Linked DNA regions of Rattus norvegicus: region 1 is linked to region 2. The links are chromatin contacts, called in public Hi-C maps. All regions are on one chromosome and are shown on one strand. Each heading gives the region's core, a stretch centred on a gene start, on an enhancer-like site or on the middle of the called end of the contact. The rest is flanking DNA. Distances are from core to core; before and after follow the strand shown. Region 1 overlaps Igf1 (insulin-like growth factor 1). Region 2 has its middle 140 kb from the start of Igf1.

What was found. A called contact is a pair of places that touch in the nucleus more often than the background predicts.
Region 1: a contact with region 2 is called in a Hi-C map of liver, with 7 times the contacts expected there. The contact joins two enhancer-like sites. A contact is called at or near these places in 2 of 12 Hi-C or Micro-C datasets (both in liver).

Annotation. Positions count from the first base shown.
Region 1 is chr7:24,205,680-24,210,489 of GRCr8, forward strand. The region is part of intron 2 of Igf1 (insulin-like growth factor 1); the gene reads left to right. Among named protein-coding and RNA genes, the nearest start is that of Igf1, 38 kb to the left of the region's middle. Within about 2 kb of position 1,927, at least 1 of the 93 cell types and tissues checked has an H3K27ac peak or open chromatin away from gene starts, as enhancers often do. A contact at or near this core is called in liver, where this site is marked.
Region 2 is chr7:24,025,741-24,030,546 of GRCr8, forward strand. No RefSeq gene overlaps it. Among named protein-coding and RNA genes, the nearest start is that of Igf1, 140 kb to the right of the region's middle. Within about 2 kb of position 3,496, at least 2 of the 93 cell types and tissues checked have an H3K27ac peak or open chromatin away from gene starts, as enhancers often do. A contact at or near this core is called in liver, where this site is marked.

The sequences.
Region 1 (4,810 bases), core at 677-3,176, 180 kb after region 2:
TCCTTAGGTCCAGTCCCCTGCCTCTAGCCAAGCCTTCCAAAGCAGATGGTAATCATCCTACATTTAGAGATCTCCAGGGTAGCAACCTCTTCCCACAGGTCCTGGTTCAGCATGTTTCCCCGGTTCAACCAATTTTTTTCCTGATTCTAAATGGAAATGCATTGGGTGTCCATAGAGCCTATTTCTCCATGTCTGTTCTTCAGAGCATTGGATGTCTAGTCCTCAGGGGAGATGAGGATCAGAACCTTGCGTTTACCTCGCCACAGTGATTAAGTCACCTTGCTCAGCCATGTCTTCCTAAGATCTAGGAGGCCTACATCTTAACTCTGTTTTCTATCCAGTTAATCAGTTTTTTTTTCCAAATCTTGCTGGAATATCTCCAGTTTCTCCAAATGAATCTTGAAATAGAGTGAAACTTAAGTTCCCACTCTAATTAAAACCTCAGGAATGCCAAGTTTTGTAGAAAGATAACTCTCTAGGCTTTCATTTCATAATCCCCCTCATGAGCCCGCCTCATATTACAGTGTGCTGCACTCTCCTGCTCCCCCAGAGCTCACAGATATTTTGCTATATTGCTTGATACAGGGCTTGCTGCCAGATGGAACCCGTTTCTGTCCGTTTCAAACAGTTTTCTGTTTTCAGTGACTCGGTGTTGAAGTCTCTAAAGATCTTTAAATTCTAACCCTACCGTCAACTGTTCTGAAGATCTATTTCCAGACTCAAGGCAATCTGAAAACTAGTCTTTTCTATTATTTGCCATGACGGAAGGAGTCCAGATTTATGCCAATCCTGTGAAGGGCTGGAATATCACTCATTTCTCCCACTCCCCCATGAACTTGATTTGAGCATGAAAAATAGTGCGGATCAGCCCTCTTCGTTTACTTAGACAACACTCATCTCTTGAGCACTAATGATGTGCACTGGGGATGTAATAACAGGCCGACCAGCTTCTCTAACCATTCACAAGCCCATCTACCCATGGGTATTAAAATGGGTTCGTTCATTCATTCAGCAATGACTCTCTGCAGAGCTATTCCGAGTGGCAGAAGTCCTTGGCTTTAGAGACCTCACATTCAAATGGATTTGAAGGCAAAAGGAGACAAAGTACAAGCCATCAAATAAATAAATAAGACCATGTCGAATTTTGGTAAATGCCTTGAAAGAATCGATAGGGTAATGGAATTGAGGGTGGGGACTGCCTTAGATAGGGTGGACAGTAGGACCCCTCTTTGAGTAGAACGTACTGAAGACATTACAGCTTAAGATAGTTCTGATATTCTGAACCAATCCCCTTTAGCAAACTAACACTTCTGTTTTCTCTGACCCAGAACATTTAATGGGAGGCTAACGCTTGGTAACACATTGTTCCTCGGTTAATTATTAACACCCCTTGTGGATTCTTTTCAGAACTTTTAATCAAATGTGATAAACAGGGAATTTTGAGATTGTTCCTGAAAAAAAATGGGTGCAGGGTGTCATTAAGTGCAGAACAAGTGACTTTAGTATCATCAGATAGACTTCTTCATTAGGGGACTTCCCATGAGCTCAGGACTCTGAACACATATTTTCAGACCATTTGAAGATTTTTGCATGGAATCACTTGAACAACAAATATGACTTTAGAGATATGAATCCTGATAGACAGGCAAGACAAAAGATTGCAGTGGGAGTCAAAGCATTGACTACTTCAGCTCCTCTGTGAGGCTGGGCCTGCACTTCTCCAGTTTCTTTTGATGATAGAGACTTTTGAATTTTTTAATTTCCCCTCTGTGAGAAAATCCACAGACAGGTAGTTATATATCATGCAAAGGATGCTGAATATAGACATGGACCAGCAGCTTTCTAAGGACCTGCCCTCTGCTGTAATTTGAATAAGCCTTTGCTTTTGGATCACATGAGCCTCTAGGTCATGATTCCTAGTAGCCTTTGAACATTTTGGATCAGACAAAGTGTTTTACCAGCCTTCAAAGGTTTCCTGGCCATGGTGGAGTACCTGCATATTAAGGAACACTCATCAGTGTTTCCTGTACCTGTGGCCAGTCCTCCCTAAAGGCCCTTAGAAATTTTGTAAGAAATCAGTTAAGAAGATGGAGAATATCTCAACCCAGAGATTCCAGTCATCCCTGAGACTACACAACAGACTTCTGGTTGAGTGAGACCATTCCCATCTTCTCTATCCCAGAGATAGATCTTTGAAGAAGATATGTGAAGAGCTCCAGAGAATCAGTGGAAAGTAGAAACCTAGACGAAAATGATTAAAAGCTCTAATTCTTTTGTTTTTCAAGAGGAAAATGCAAATTGGGGCTTGGAGGAAGTTGTAATCATCACATCGGCCACAGCTTCTGCCCCCCACCCTTCCTCATTCAACCAGCTGGGAGCTGCTGCCCACAGGGTACAATTTGGCTTAAAGCTATGAGAGGCTCTGAGGAAGCCTAGTGTGAGGCGGGCTTGGAAATAAAGCATTGTTTGCTCCTCCCTGACACTTCTCTCCGGACACAATTGATGAATCCTGCTTTTGCAACAAGACCCATCCTAAGCCTTGCTTGAGACATGTTGAGAACTCTGGGTATAGCTTGACCGACAAACAGAATGTTGTAATTCTCCTTTCCACACACGCATACGTCCTCTCATCTGTTGCCCCTAGTTGGCTCTGTAAGTGATCATTAATGATGTGCTTCCTTCCATCCCCTTTTGCTCCAGTTCTGAATGGTCCTGAAAGAAGGTTTTGATGATACAGTTCTAAATGCTGATCATAAACCTACTCCACTTTGTTTTTTTAACTTCTCTATATTACCCTGTGGGATAATAAAGGTGGAAGGCACAGAAAAGGACATAGGTTTTGGTGAATCCTGTCTTCTGTGACTTGTTTTACAACTGAGCAGGGTGGGGTTGGGGTGAGGTGAAACACCCATCATAGAACTTTGAAAGCTCAAAAGCAAATGGAACTCAGAAAAGCAGCATTTAATATGAGAGGGAATCTCTTTTTCTAACTTTCTGATTTGGCTAGGGGACTTGTTAAGGCTCTAATTTCCTACCCTCAGACCCAGCGTCTTGTATTCAGGTACTAACTGGAATCCAGACCGACGCAGACTGTGAAAATATAAAGAACAGTGAAGGGGGAAAGGTCAACATATGGTTTTTGTTTCATTTTGTTTCTTCCCTCGGAAGGTTTTGACGGGCTTTTTTCCTTCCTCTCTGATTTGCAATAAAATCGGTTCTGCTACCAGACTAACATATGGATACCTTTATGAGGCAATCATCAAAAGAGATATGAAAATACTCTGGCATATTTTAAATGTTTGAAAGAGATCTTTCTCAGTTTTGCCACCCTCAATGGCTACTTCTTTCCATTCTTCTTTCTGGGTCCTATCCAAGTCTAGGCATTATCCAGGGACATTGGGTGACACTATCCAGTGCCACACAGAAGCAATGGGATCAACTGAGAACTTGAAAATGTGAATTCTCAGGCACTAGGCCAGAATGGCTGAAACAGAGATCTGAGGCATGGCTACTGGCCTTTGTTTTAATAGTCCCTCCAGGTGATATCAATGAAAGCTTAAGTTTGAGAACCACTGTATGTGTTCATTGTGTATCCTAGGATGTGTTGGTCCTCTTGTCCACTAGCTGCTACAGGGACCACCACATATTCATGAGAGAGAAATCCATTCCATCATGAAGCTTTGAGTACAGGAGTGAGACTCAAAGACCTGTCATTTGAAAAGAACTTCAGATTCATCCGCCATTTGAAGCTTTGGATTGTTCGCCTATACAATGGGGACAATTCCGGGTATTTTGTGGGGCTGTTGAAAGGGCTAAAGGACAGAAGACCTGTAACAGTGATTTGTACTGCCAGGCCTTCTCTGGAGATAGCTGCAGAGGAAGTTGACTGTACGGATCGATAATGCTGACGTACAGTATGAACTCCAAGTTCCAGGAGGTGGGGACGAGGGGCAGGAACTATCTGTCTCCTTTGTCCTCATCTGCATTTGGAGCACCAAGTCCGGTACATAAGGGCTGATCACTGACTCTTTGAGGGATGACAGACTTGTCAAGTGCTTCCTCATGTACGCATCCCAAGCTGTGTGAGGCTGCTGTCTCTTAGGACGAGCCGTGAGATGCTCAGTAGTTTACTTGGGTCACATTGCTTGATGAAGTGGAACCAATGTCTTAACTCAAGAAAAGCTCCTCATTCAAATCAGCTTCCCACAAAATCTCCCTCTCAAGTCATCAGGGTCATATTTAGAAAAGTGATCTGAGGTGGCATCTTTCAAGTTCCTTCTGTATGCCACCTGATGCTCCAGGCTCTCTCTGCACTTAATTTGAAGTTACCCGTAGAGATAAGTACAATTATCATGCCTTTAACAAAGAAGACCTCGAAATACAGAGACTAGCTGCAATACTTGGGAGTTTTTGTTTGCTTGGTAGTTATTATTGTGAGCGGTGGTAGTAATGGTGGTGATGGTGCTGCATGTGTGGTCCCAACTCAAACCTAGGACTGCACACAGCCAGAATTTTAGTGCTGTCAAATCCCTAGTCCCCGATGTTAGGTTTCCTCTAATGCCCAGATGTTTTTCATATGGCTTCTGTTTGTGAACTATTTGTCAATACAGGTATCGATGAGCATTTAGGAAATGCCCACATATCTGACATAAGTTTAGACCTAGAAGTACATGGATGACATTTCCGGGTTTTAGGTCCATAAAACCAAATGAGAAAAGTAGGCTAGTCTTCAAAAAAACAGAAGGTAAAGGCAAAGAAAGAGTTAAATACTGCTTTTGTTTGTTTTCCATGTTCAAAGAGGTTAATGGAA
Region 2 (4,806 bases), core at 2,246-4,745:
TACACTCAAACTAATAGAAGAAAAAAGTGGGGAAGAGTCTCGAACACATGGGCATTGGGGAAAATTTCCTGAACAAAACACCAATGGCTTATGCTCTAAGATCAAGAATCGACAAATGGGACCTCATCAAACTGCAAAGCTTCTGTAAGGCAAAGGACACTGTCATTAGGACAAAATGGCAACCAACAGATTGGGAAAAGATCCTTACCAATCCCAAATCTGATAGAGGGCTACTATCCAATATATACAAAGAACTCAAGAAGTTAGACTCCAGAGAGCCAAACAGCCCTATTAAAATATGGGGTACAGAGCTAAACAAAGAATTCCCAGCTGAGGAATATTGAATGGTTGAGAAGTACCTAAATAAATGTTCAACATCCTTAGTCATCAGGGAAATTCAAATCAAAACAACCCTGAGATTCCACCTCATACCAGTCAGAATGGCTAAGATCAAAAACTCAGGTGACAACAGATGCTGGTGAGAATGTGGAGAAAGAGGAACATTCCTCCATTGGTGGGATTGCAAACTGATACAACCACTCTGGAAATCAGTCTGGTGGTTCCTCAGAAAATTGGACATAGTACTACTGGAGGACCCAGCTATACCTCTTCTGGGTATATACCCAAAAGATGCTCCAACAACAACAATGACACATTCTCCACTATGTTCATAGCAGCCTTATTTATAATAGCCAGAAGCTGGAAAGAACCCAGACGCCCTTAAACAGAGAAGTAGATACAGAAAATGTGGTACATCTACACAATGGAATACTACTCCACTATCAAAAACAATGATTTTATAAAATTCATAGGCAAATGGATGGAACTGGAAAATATAATCCTGAGTGAGGTAACCCAATCACAGAAAAACACACATGGTATGCGCTCATTGATAAGTGGCTATTAGCCCAAATGCTTGAATTACCCAATATACATCCACAGATTACATGAAACTCAAGAAGAAGGATGACCAAAGTGTAAATGCTTCAGTCCTTAAAAGAGGGAACAAAAATATTCATAGGAGGGGATATGGAGGCAAAGTTTGGAGCAGAGACTAAAGGAATGGCCATTCAGAGCCTGCCACACCTGGGAATCCAGCCCATATATATACACAGCCACCAAAACTAGACAATATTGATGTAGCCAAGAAGTGTATGCTGACAGGAGCTTGATATAGCTGTCTCCTGAGAGGCTCAGCCAGAGCATGTCAAATACAGAGGAGAATGTTAGCAGCAAACCATTGAACTGAGAACAGAGTCCCCATTGGAGGAATTAGAGAAAGGACTGAAAGGGCTGAGGGGGCTTGCAAACCCATAAGAACAACAATACCAACCAACAAGAGCTCTCAGGGAACCACTACCCAAAGACTATACAAGTACTGACCCATGGTTCCAGCTGTATATGTAGCAGAGGATGGACTTATTGGGCACCAATGAGAGGAGAAGCTCTGGGTCCTACCAAGGTTGAACCGGCCCCACCCAGTATAGGGGAATGTCAGGGTGGGAAGGTAGGAAGGGGGGGTAGTAGGGGAGGGGGAACAACCTTATAGAAGAAGGGGAGTGTGAAGGCTTATGGACAGGAAATCGGGAAAGGGAATAACATTTGAAATGTAAGTAAAAAAATATCCAATAAAAGGAGAAAGAGATTTAAGCATCAGCATGTCTGGAACAGAGTCCTCCAGGAATGCTGGGATAGTGACACCTGACATCTTCACACCATGTTACAAAAACTATGTGAGATGGTAGCAACAGTTAGGAAATGATATCCTAATAAATATCACAGGAGGTATCTTGATTTATCCTTAGCAAACCTTTCCAATGTACTCCAATGACCCTGAGGCCAGATGATGGCCCCGTGATGCCCTACTGACTTAGTGGTAGCACCCAATCTATGCACCATGACGCAATCCTAGATTCCAGGCCTGGTCTTTTCTGGGAAGTCCTGGATAGATTTTTTCAGAGACGCAAGCAACTAGGTTCCAGGAATCATCTGTGATAAAATGCTAAGACGTTTCCATTTATTAGACTCCGCTCTCATTACGCAAGAGGCAACGTTGAAAGTAAAAGTTGAATGTTCTCAGTTGACACCAAAGACCGAGGCCCATGCTGCTCAGTTGGATGACAAGCCACCCACATGGCCTCCTCCCAGGCTTGTCTAGTCATATACAGTTTTCAAGATTTTGCAACCCCACCGCAGAGATGAAACTAGAGAAAGTTCAATTCCACAAGCACCTTTGAATGTTCTCCATGAAAGGCACTCTTGGAACAGAAGCCTAAAAGATTTTAGCCAATATTGGTTTCACTGATGTTTTAAACAGTATTTAATATTTCAAGTAATACATACTTGGATTTTCCTTATTGTAAAATTAAAGTATTACCACAAGGGAGGCTAGATACTACTCTTATCGCCAGCAGTCACTATTACTAGCTGACTGCTTCTGTGGACCTGTGAGGGAGCATGTGTCATGGGAAAAATTCAGATGGTCTTTTTCTCGTGAGGCACAATGACAAATGCCAGCAATGAGGATTGTAGGAATAGCTGCACTGTAAACATAAAGAAAATGTTCCACGTATGCCAGCCAATAGTGGGATGGTTGAATGCATTCTAAGGCTCAAAATGTGGGAGTCTATGCAGTTGTGTAGAATAATGGTGTGTCTCTACATGTATAGTAAAATTCAAGAGACACTGCTGTGTGTATTCACCCAGGAGTCTACAGAGGATCGTTAGGAGTGTGTGTGTGTGTGTGTGTGTGTGTGTGTGTGTGTGTGTGTGTGTGTGTGTGTGTGTAAATGCAGATAGATGATAGAAAGGTAGAAGATAGATTTTATATGTATATATTTATAATTAGTTCATATGTTGATGGGAGTTGAAATGTCTCACAGACTTCCAATGCTACCTACACACCTAGAAACTTGACAACTTAAAGGTTTAATGGCTGGGGAGCCTATGATGCATATGCAAGTTCATGAGTAAAGGTTGGAGGACCAGAATTGACAAGCATGAGGGTCAGTATTCCAGCCCAGGCTTTCAGACAGAATGAACTAAATGCTACTTCAAGTTTTCGTTCCATTCATGCCCTCAACAGTTGCACAACACCCACCCGGTTTGAAGATCATATGATTTACTTCGTCCACTACCAGTTCAAATGCTAATCTCGTCTAGAAGCATCCTCACTGAGATACACAGAAAGAATGCTTAATTGGGTGTCTCAGCACGCTCGCCATAAGTCAAGTCGACATAAAATTAGTCATTCTGCTGAGTTTCCTTAATTTTTATGGATGTAATTTCTCTGTTCTCCCAGTCATGCCTTTGGACATGCAGAGTGAAACTAGTTACTTACAACAAATTAAAGTAACACAGGAACTAGCTACCCAGTCTTTAAAAATGGTAAATCAGAGAGATACAGAATGAAAGAGAAGGTTCAGTTGAGCAAGGTGGGCAGCGCAACCATGAGAATGTAGCAATCTTACTGTAGTTCAAACAAACTGATAGGATTCATGAAATAAGGGTCAAAGGTAATTCTGAGAAGGCAAACAAAGCCTAGAAATCTGTCCACAGCTAAGGACAACTGTGTGAATAGTGGCTGGCTTCTGGAAACAGGGCTTGAGAGACAGGTCAGGATTCTGAGAATTCTGAAAAACACAAGGAGGAACAAGCAAGGTCATCAGGCACCATTATTCACTGTCTTATTTATTGATGATTTGTTCACATAGCACAAGACCCATCTCCCCATAACTCCCAAGCCAGCTCTTCAGACGCAAAGCACAGTTCTTGCTATTGTATCGACACGAAACAATCTGTCTACAGAGAATGGCGAGTGCAGGAGAAGCTAGAGAGCTCTACGTAAGATTACACTGAACAGGAGTCCACACGTGCTTTGCAAGCAGGCACCACAGCAGAAACCAGAGAAGCAAGAGCTGGAGTCACATAAAGGGGTGTAAAGAATAAGCCAGGAAGACATGGCTGGTTTTGAAACGGGGATATGAAGATAGAACTCTAATGAAGTGATTGCTTCTATCAGCTGACCTCCCCTCCTTCCCTTGTGAAGTATTCATTAAGGAGCTACTGTGCAAAACATTATACAAGGATCTGAATTACTGTGCAAAGTACCATACAAGGACTCAAGCTACTGTGCAAAGCACTGTGCAAGGACTCGAATTACTGTGCAAAGCACTATGCAAGGACTTGAACTACTGTGCAAAGCTAATTGTGCTAGAACCTGGAAAAGTAAGCTGCACAAGTTTCCTGTCCTCGGAGAGTTTATGCTCTACTCAAGTGAGGAAAGTATCAGGCATGACATGAGCATCACATGTGAAGGTGAAAAGCATGCAAATACATGAGGGTTTGAGGAACCTGGAGGGTCCCTGTTGTCGGTGTCTACTTGTGTTGGTCTGGAAGGATGGCACATGAGATTTGGAGAGGTTGACAGGAGTAATGTCTTATAGGATTTTAAAAATCAGGACGAGGGATTTCTATAAATTCAAAGCACAGTGGAAGTACGACAAAGCCTTCATGCAGAAGATGAAATAAAGACACTGGGCTGCAGAGACAAGCTTGTGGGTTTTTTTTGGAAATGTCACCATTGTTAACTGCGAGGATGGACTGGACAGAGGCAATATGGCACTGGGTTATAAATTGGAATGCTGGTAGGCTAGTCTTGGCAGGATCACAGTGAGAGCAATGGAAACACAAAGATGGCAGGAAGGTGGCTAGTTCAGAGAGCAAGCCAACGTTTCGCTGGTGAATTAAGTAATGAAGAGTCAGGGAAGGACAGATTACTCCCTAGGGGTTGTGGTAAAGAAGATC